Regions from separate parts of the Capsicum annuum genome. Here region 1 is linked to region 2. Evidence: chromatin contacts called from public Hi-C data. All regions are on one chromosome and are shown on one strand. The core of a region is the stretch at or near the end of the contact, and the rest is flanking DNA. Distances in the headings are between cores, read along the strand shown. Region 1 holds the start of LOC107872377. Region 2 overlaps LOC107870544.

Region 1 (4,580 bases), core at 988-3,487, 150 kb after region 2:
TTACAACCTTTGTCTCTCATTCATTTGTGCCTTAAAACCTATAGTTAGTGATGGTAGAATATGAATATAAGTTTCATGTAACTCTTGTAACTTTCACTCTTTATTCCTCCATTATTCTATTCTTTATATGGTGTAATCTTGTAAATCATGAAACCTCTAAGCCATTGATATTTCATCTATACTATCCCATTCCCTTTTCCTTTTTCATTGCATGTAAGAGTTTTTCACCTATAAATAGAGGTAGGTCTTACATGATTTTGTAATACAACACACAAGATAATAGAGAGTTAATAAAAGTTAGTAAAAAGAGAGTTCATTAGTTGAAGGGGGGTGTTCTTTTTTGTAGAGCTTAGAACTCAACTCTTGTCCAAAGTTGTTGAGTTATTCTCTGTGAGAAGACTGGTGTATCCTGGAAGGGACAAGTCAAGAAGATTACTGCTGGACCGTTGAAACATTTGATGCAGTGGGCTTGAATCTTCTTAAAGAGAGCAAGATATCCGTGCCTCAGCCGAAGAAGAAGAAGTTAGTTTTTTTTATTTTCTTCACTTGTAATTTTCAGTTGTATTTTTTATTGTAATTTTACCAACAATAAATACAAGCGCGAACTTTATAATCATAAATACAAATACAGTTGTATCAATGAATACAAATATATAAATAACGGTTTGACTACAAATACGATAAACAATTGTGGTATTTACGTTATCATTCATGACTTGTGCTCGAGTAGTCATATTTTTCAAAAATATAAAATAGAACAAAAGAAAGGATAAAGAAAATAAGTACAAAAAAGAGACCAAAAAAAATCAAAGAAAAGAAGAAAGAGAAATAGATGTTAGAGATACAAGAGAGAGAAACAAATAAAAAAAAGTAAAACTAGAAAAAACCAAAAAAAGAAGAAAAAACGAGGAAAACACGAAAAAGAAAAAAAAAAGAAAAAAGAAAAAATATAAGAAAAGAAAATATGTTAGTGTTTTTGTTGAGACTAAATATGTAGTGTATTTATATTTTTTATGAATACAGACCACTAAGTAAAAGTGAATACAACGGCTGTGAATAAAATACAGTGACTAAATAGGTATTGTATTTATATTTTATATGAATACAGACTATTGATAAAACCGAATACAACGAGCGTAAACTGAATACATCGATTATAAATGATAATTATGTAAAATATGACTATGAAAGGTGAGTTTTACATCAAACTGTCACTATTTCTGAAAGAACCCCATTATATTATGCATAGATTCCTTTGACTTTATCAGATCAAAATAAATAGATAGAATCAAATCAAACCAATATTTTCCATTCAAAACAAAAACAGTTGCCTTCATGTGTTATTGCTTTCTCCTTTTTTATACTTCTTCTTATATGATTGACTTTCTCTCGTGAAGAATATATTTCCCCAAAAATTATCCTAGTATATTCCATATTTAAAAAAATTAAAAGATTGCTTATGATTCATCTAGGGAAATCTTGACGTCATGTGACCGGGAGGTCAACACTTCAAATCGTGGAAACGGCGTCTTATAGAAATATAGGCGATGTGATCCGACCCTTCCCGTGACCTCACGGCGGGAGCTTAGTGCACCGGACTGCCCTTGCTAATAATTCATTTTGGAATTGTTTGTGATGTATTAGGGAATTTCAATTGAAGCTTTATATGATAATTAGCTTCCAAATTATCAGAATTAATAGCTTCTCTTTCTGTTTGTGAAAAAATAGCTAGGCCACGAGCAAAGGCAAAATAGCCAGTACCAGCAACAACATTCATAAACTCTCCCTTGTTGTCATTTGTCAAACTTTTAGCCTCAACACTAAGACTCCCACTAAATTCTTTTGAACTAAACGTAAGATAAATAATATTAAACGCTGAATTCGCGAAATCTTGAATGGGGATGATGAAACCTTGCACTTTCCCAACTACACGAGACGTGTTTTCCGGGCCTTCTGTAAGAAGGCGATGGAAAATTAAAGCGCTAAAGTCTGTTGGAGTTTTTTCGGGAGAAATATTGGAAACAGATACTCGAGGCTGTTGAATATAAAGAGATAAATCAACCCAAGGGGGACTTTTTGATTTGTTTCCCTGGGGTATTGGTGAGAATATTGCTAGGAGAATTACTGAAAGTATTGCTAGTAAAACTGCAGTGCAAAATATGATTCTTGCTATCATGATTATAACAAATTGGTTTGATGGTTTAATTTGGTCTTCAAAAGAAATTAAGTTGATTGAGGAATAAGATTTTTGAGGTATGATTATTTTGGGGAGGTTTCTTTTAAATACTGTTCCTTTTTAGGGAGTTTTGTTAAAATTTTAAAGGTTTGGTTTACTTAATCCATCTTTTGTTTTTTCCACCTAAACCACATAGGATGCCTGAGTTTTTTGTGCGTCATGGAATTAATTTAACATCCTAAAAATTGATCATGTCTTGATTGATAAATAGGAACTTGGTTAATTATATTTTCAATCAAATGATTCTACTTTCTTTTCGCATTGTTAATATGAGAATAGTGAAGATTTTAGCTGGATAATTGTGTCTTAGGAGCTATATGCATTACTAGACATCAGTCAATTTTCGATGGATATGTCCGTCAGAAATTCAACAAAAAATTGAGTTTTCTGATGATTGTTGTTTTAATAGATTTTGACGGAACGTCAATCGATAATTGACTGATTTTTGAAGTAAATTAGAATTCATGATATTATGATTTGTGTTGTGTGCTCTTGATCTCAAATTTATCAGCATAACTTGTATTCAAATCAAACGACCCTAAGCTATTCAATTTTTATCCTTCAAACCTGGGGTGAATGAGATTTTTGAAGCAACAGTAATTAAAGTTATTTATGTGAGACCTATCTATCACAAATTTCACGAGTCATGAAATCAATCGTTAATGCTTTTATCGAGATAGATATGAAAGTATATCACACCCTTTTGGAATACAACCTTTCCTCGAACCCTGTGCGACCACATAATATTAATTTCCTACATCAAACCTATGGTAAAGTATCTGGAGAAAAGATTAAAAAAAAAAAAAACACCAACCTAATCACAACCAATTAACCAATACCAAACTTTTAGAAGAGGAAACATGGCTTCCATCATGACTCAACCAAATTGGCGTAGTGGGTAAAGATTACATAGCATGATCAAATAAAACACATATATGAACATTGCACATGTCATATGGGAGCAACTCACAAATGAAAGAAACAACAATTTACAAAAATATCCACCAACATTTCTTCATGTTTGAAAGCATTCATTTCGTCCATTATGTGTCATATGCATGCCTCTAAATTGTAAGCAAGTCAAGGTGAAGACATTTTATTTCATTTTCTTCATGACACCAAGGTTACTTTTTGGTCCCTATTGAAGTAGAAATTGTACAAAATAACAAAAAGAAAAAGACACTGATTTTCTCCCTCGTGAACCTCTTTTTTCTTACTACCAATTACAATGGGACAGATTACATGAACATTTGACACATGATACGGTGATTGCAACTTGCTAGCTCCAGATCGAGCACTGGAAATATCAATAAATATGGATCTTAAATATTAGCATAGTTTGTTATGTAGCATAGTTCGAAGAAAAATACTTTCTAAGAAAATAAGTGAATTTATCTTTTGATGTGTTTGATATGCAAGTAAAAAATATTATTATAAAGATATTAGTATATAATTTAAATAAATTCTATAAAAATGGAGATGGAAAGTAAGGGTGAGGGGTGGGATCGGGGCTAATAACAAGGTGGGATGAAGATGAGGTGTGTTGAAGGATGGAGAGGATACGATCAATATGAAATGCTACTATTCGAACTTGTTTTTTCTACTTTCACTACTTAGGAAAGTCATTGAATTTATTTCTAAAAAGATTATTTTCCTGGTAAAAATATTTTTTAAAACTTTTGGCTAATCAAACATTTAAAAAAAAAAATCTGGAAAAAATTTTCCTCCGTACCAAACACACCTTTTAAGTCGATCAGATTTTACTCGTTTGTTTCCGGAGTATAAAATTAAGGCAATTAACCAATTATACGTATATATAAAGTATAAACAATGAAACAACTTTGAAAAATATATTCACATGATTGCACCTACTATTCAACTGGACTAGGGTGCATCTTTACTACGCTTCATGATTAATACTTTCGTCGTTTTAATTTATGTGAAAATGTTTAATTGTGTGTAAAAATATGTACAAATGAAAGAAACTTTTTAAAATTTGTGGTTAATATAAGTGAAATATATTTATATGACTATAAGTCATCTCATTAAGAGTAAAATAGAAAGTGTAAAGTTAATATTTTACTAAATATAGAAAAATATCTTTTTTTTTTTCGAAATTAACTAAAAAGGAAAGCATGTTTTATAAATTGAACCCGATAAAATACATATTATTTTAAAGAGTTTAACTTCGATAATTTTTATATGTTGACAAATTAAGTAAAAAAAAAAAATCTACATTGTCAGGTCACTAATATATAATTACGAGTAATCATTGTAATAATTGAAATTAGTAACTTGGATACTGTAATGAAAAATTCACCATATTAATACAATATGAAATGCT
Region 2 (4,234 bases), core at 891-3,390:
ATATGCAATAACATTTGTAATAAAATTGACATGTAAAATGGTGTACTGTTTTATGAAAGGAACATTTGTATCCTCTAAGGACAGGAAATGCTAATAGGGACTTATTGATACAGTTGATGACTTTCTCAATGGCCTGTCTAACTGTACATAACTCTTAATTTGTCTTTGTACTCATGCTTGATTCTTTCTAGTCGTGTTATCAAGTACAAAAAGTTGCAGTTGCCTGTTGGGGCTTAATACACAAAGCGCAGCCGAAGCATGGGATTATTGAGGAAAAAACGATAATTATATGAGATTATGTGGGGGAATATGTAAACTATATTCCTTCTAAACAACAGTCTTAGCCTCTGTTAAGTTGAGTCGAGTAAAGTTGGTAAATACTCCTCATATGTCGATTGGCTGAGTAAACACATTTTCCTAGTTGGGAAACCATAAAGACTTATGGGTGAAATTATATGAAAAAATACATTTGGCTTCCATATATATACAATCGATCACATTCAGATGCAATTTGAAAGCCTCCTTCATATTCATGTTGACTCAAAGCCTAAATGTTTTTACTCCCTAATCATACACATAATTATGTGTTGTCTATGTGAAGCACCAACTCTCCATATAGCTTGCAATTTGTCATAGAAGGTACAAATGGATGCAACTGAAACATCATAAACAGTGACGGAAAGTTCCTTGGTTATCCTAATTGACTCAAAACACCCATAAAGCTTCGAAGTATAGCTATATTCAACAAGAACCTGCAAAGCATAACTATATTCCACCAAAAGAGGAAAAAACCAGCTACATTCTAAGTGGCACGCGAAGCGTGAAGCCTGAATATAACAAGAATGTCACTGTTCATACAATGGAAGAAACTAATCACTTAGAGCAGCAAAAGCAGTGGTAGCAACAACAGTACAGAGTTCTCATATCCCTTTCACCATAGAAAACTAATCTTGAATAGTTGTTTCAACCAGAAAGTCTGAGTTTCTGCTATGTGCCGATAAAGAATCCAAATATGCCACTAAGTAAAAGATACATATATGATATATATTCATGCCTTGGGTTTTTTATGTATATCTTCTCAAGGGAATGTAATTTGCATGAAGGAAAAACATTGTTTGTTTTATGTATTTTTCTCTATATTTGTGCATCTTTTTAATCACAAAGACGCCTGATTTTTGTTGTAGTACTATTCTGCTACTATTTGGTGTTTTTTCACTATCTATAGTCTCTTGTACTTTCATTACGTCTTTTTTCTAGACTTCTTTTTCTTGAGCCGAGGATCTATCGGAAAAAACCTTTCTACTACACTTCTGAGGCAGTAGACCTCTTTTCTTGAGCCTAGGGTCTACTGGAAATGGCCTTTCTACTACACCTCTGAGGAACTGGTAAGGTCTGCGTACACCCTACCCTCCCCAGACCCCTCTTGGTGGGATTACACTGGGTAGGTGGTTGTTGTTGTTCTTGTTGAGATGCCTGATTTATGAACAATTCTATCCAATGGAAAATAAACCTGGTATCTATTTTGGTTTCCTCAGATTAATGAGGACTATTTCAATGTTTTCTAGTATTTTACAAACTTGTTTTCCTGATCAATTTTTTATAATGTTTTCAAATTGTCCAAAGATGTTTTTTCTAATCTATTTAGAGTGCCTTTACTGAAGGATTTGGTATTTTGATTATAGTAATTACTCAGCATCTAATTCTATCACTGCTGCTTTTATTTCTGCTTGACATTTAAATTCAAAATTTTGACTGCCGCTTTTATTTCTGCTCGACATTTAAATTCTACATTTTGACTGAAATATATATGCATATATATTGTTGGCAATCAAAAGTTGAGGAAAATTTCATGCTTGCAAGATTTTAAACAAAACTAATGACTTTAGCATGTGTCTTTCGTTGACAACTGATTTGTTACATTACGTTCTGTCAATAATGCATCTACATACTCTGTGAGAAACAATCCATTTTTTGCTGCTCTTTAAAGGTTGAATCTCTGGGAATAAATAAGGCAATGATTGCATATGAATATGAGCCACATACATATAGAGCTAATATTCTTGAATTACCGGGGATAGTCATAGATAATGTGGTAGTTTACCTTAGAAGCAGTTTGAGATTTTGTTCAGTTTGCAGCATGTGGTATGATTTTTTCTTGAGTTCCTTTCTTAACCTTGGTCCCTGGGGGTGTCGGATCAGGTCGGGTCACATGGACCCGACCCAGATTTTGAAAATTCTAAGGTTGATAAGTTGTGGATATTCTTTATATAAAATGTTTATGTGAACCTCTTGGTTTCACTAATTTAGACTTCTTAATGTTCAAACCGGGTTACCATTTGCTGACATTTCGATATCAGCAAATAATTGCTCCAACGTCTCAATTTAGAGGGTCTGACCTCAACATTTTAGGTTTCTAAACATTAGCATATAGTTCTACACGACATAATGTCCTTCAGAAATCAACATCTAAGTTTGAATTATGATTAGCTTCGACCTTCAAGCATATAAGTCATCAGCAACAGGCTTTTGGATCATTTGTATGTTGATTCTTATCTTTTTCCCTTTACATGGTTGCAGTAGTCCTAGAAAAACAGCCTGAGAGCAATATTGGAAATGGAAAAGATACCGCGAAGAGAAGCTTCCATTGGTTACTACTCACAGTTGATGGGAGAAGCTTTTGACATCGACATTTTTTGTTCCTGACCTCTCATTATTTACTTCGAGTAAACGTTAGTTCACTTGTTTATGAACTCACATTGATTGTCTTAACAACAACATACCCATTGTATCCCACCGGCGAGGGTCTGGAAAAGGTAGGATGTATGCAGAATTTGATATTGTTATCTTATGCTTTACCTGTCAACTATCTATTATTTACTTCAGCTAAAGGTGTAAAAGTTTCATGAGGCTGCCTGCTTTGATACTGTCATTTAACATGTACCCACTTTTAAATATTTTTTACATATATTCCCACTTCAAACACATGGTGTCTGAAGTTAAGCACGCACTTGAAAAATCAAACCTCTTAGACATAGTGAGGCAAGTTCAGCCATATATGGTCTAGGCTGAACTTCATACACCGTACATCTAAAGTTGTCATGAAGTAGATATACATGCAAAAAATTGCAAAATTTTTTATTTTTTCGCAAATGCAATATATTACAACTTACTTTTCAATTAAAATCCATACACCTTTCCACATATTAGTTAAAACTACTCAATTCCATTGAAATGAGAATTCTAGTTAGGAAACCTATATCCAATCCAAGAGCATGCCTTCTTTTTTTAGGTGATTCCTTGTAATTTTCCAAAAAATTCCCTTTTCTCTTTCTTGTAGTTATCTTCTTCTTGTACGCTTAAGGCAATTATTAATTGTGTTTTTGTCATTTGCAGCCATAAATTTGAAAGGGCAAAGGGTTGAAATTCTGCCCTCGCATACAGCATCATGTGATTACCCCACAATTCTCTTACTAAAAAAAAATTATCCCATATAGTATTATTAGATTCAAAATTACAAATTTTTACAGCAATTTTAGATAATTGCATTAATGGTAATTTCATTACAAGTTATCGTAACTTATTAAAATATATATTATTTTTATTGTATTTTCAAAATTTGTTTTTTAATTATATAATTTAAAATCAGTTCCATATTTATAGGGTTGTAATCAATATTCTCCTTAAAGTGTGTATTGATAATTATGGTAAAATATATATATATATATATATATTATATTTTATTTAAAAGATTGCACACTTTTATCAGATAACTTTATTGAAGGAAAATGACTTTTAAATCTATTTAATTATCCGAAAAAAATTCGGAAGCACCTCTCTCTTTCTCCATTCAAATAATCTAAACTTCAAAACTTTATTCTCTTTCTTCATCCTAATACTCAACCTTTAAAACTTTATTGAAAGTTGATTCTTCATTAACGTACTCGAGAAAAAAAATGGGTTTCAGATAATATTCATCTTCTTTCCATAAAAATACAAAATTGATATATTTGTGTTTTTTATTCTCCATTGTTAATCATGTCTAAACCGAAATTGATTCTATTCCTTCGTGTAGAAGTCCTAGAATAATAAAAAATAGTAGCCTCATTCATCTTTCTAGACCCTTGTTTGATTTTAAGTTGTTTCACTCCATCTCCTCTATCGAAGTGTAAAAAAAGATTGTTGAAAGTGGGTCTTACAACAAGAATCAAAATCAATGCTTGCCCGATAAAATTGA

What was found. Hi-C and Micro-C count contacts between places; a contact is called where the count stands out from the background.
Region 1: a Hi-C map of leaf shows a contact between it and region 2, with 2.5 times the contacts expected there. The contact joins the promoter of LOC107872377 here to the enhancer-like site in region 2. A contact is called at or near these places in 2 of 5 Hi-C or Micro-C datasets (leaf and placenta).

Annotation. Positions count from the first base shown.
Region 1 is chr5:29,111,823-29,116,402 of UCD10Xv1.1, forward strand. LOC107872377 reads right to left here and starts at 2,238. Exons shown (of 1, transcript XM_016719114.2): 1 at 1,127-2,238. The coding sequence starts at 2,176. The coding sequence ends at 1,616.
Region 2 is chr5:28,960,476-28,964,709 of UCD10Xv1.1, forward strand. It overlaps LOC107870544, which reads left to right. Exons shown (of 3, transcript XM_016717105.2): 3 at 2,581-2,906. Among protein-coding and RNA genes, the nearest start is that of LOC107870544, 12 kb to the left of the region's middle. Within about 2 kb of position 2,141, at least 1 of the 5 cell types and tissues checked has an H3K27ac peak or open chromatin away from gene starts, as enhancers often do. A contact at or near this core is called in leaf, where this site is marked.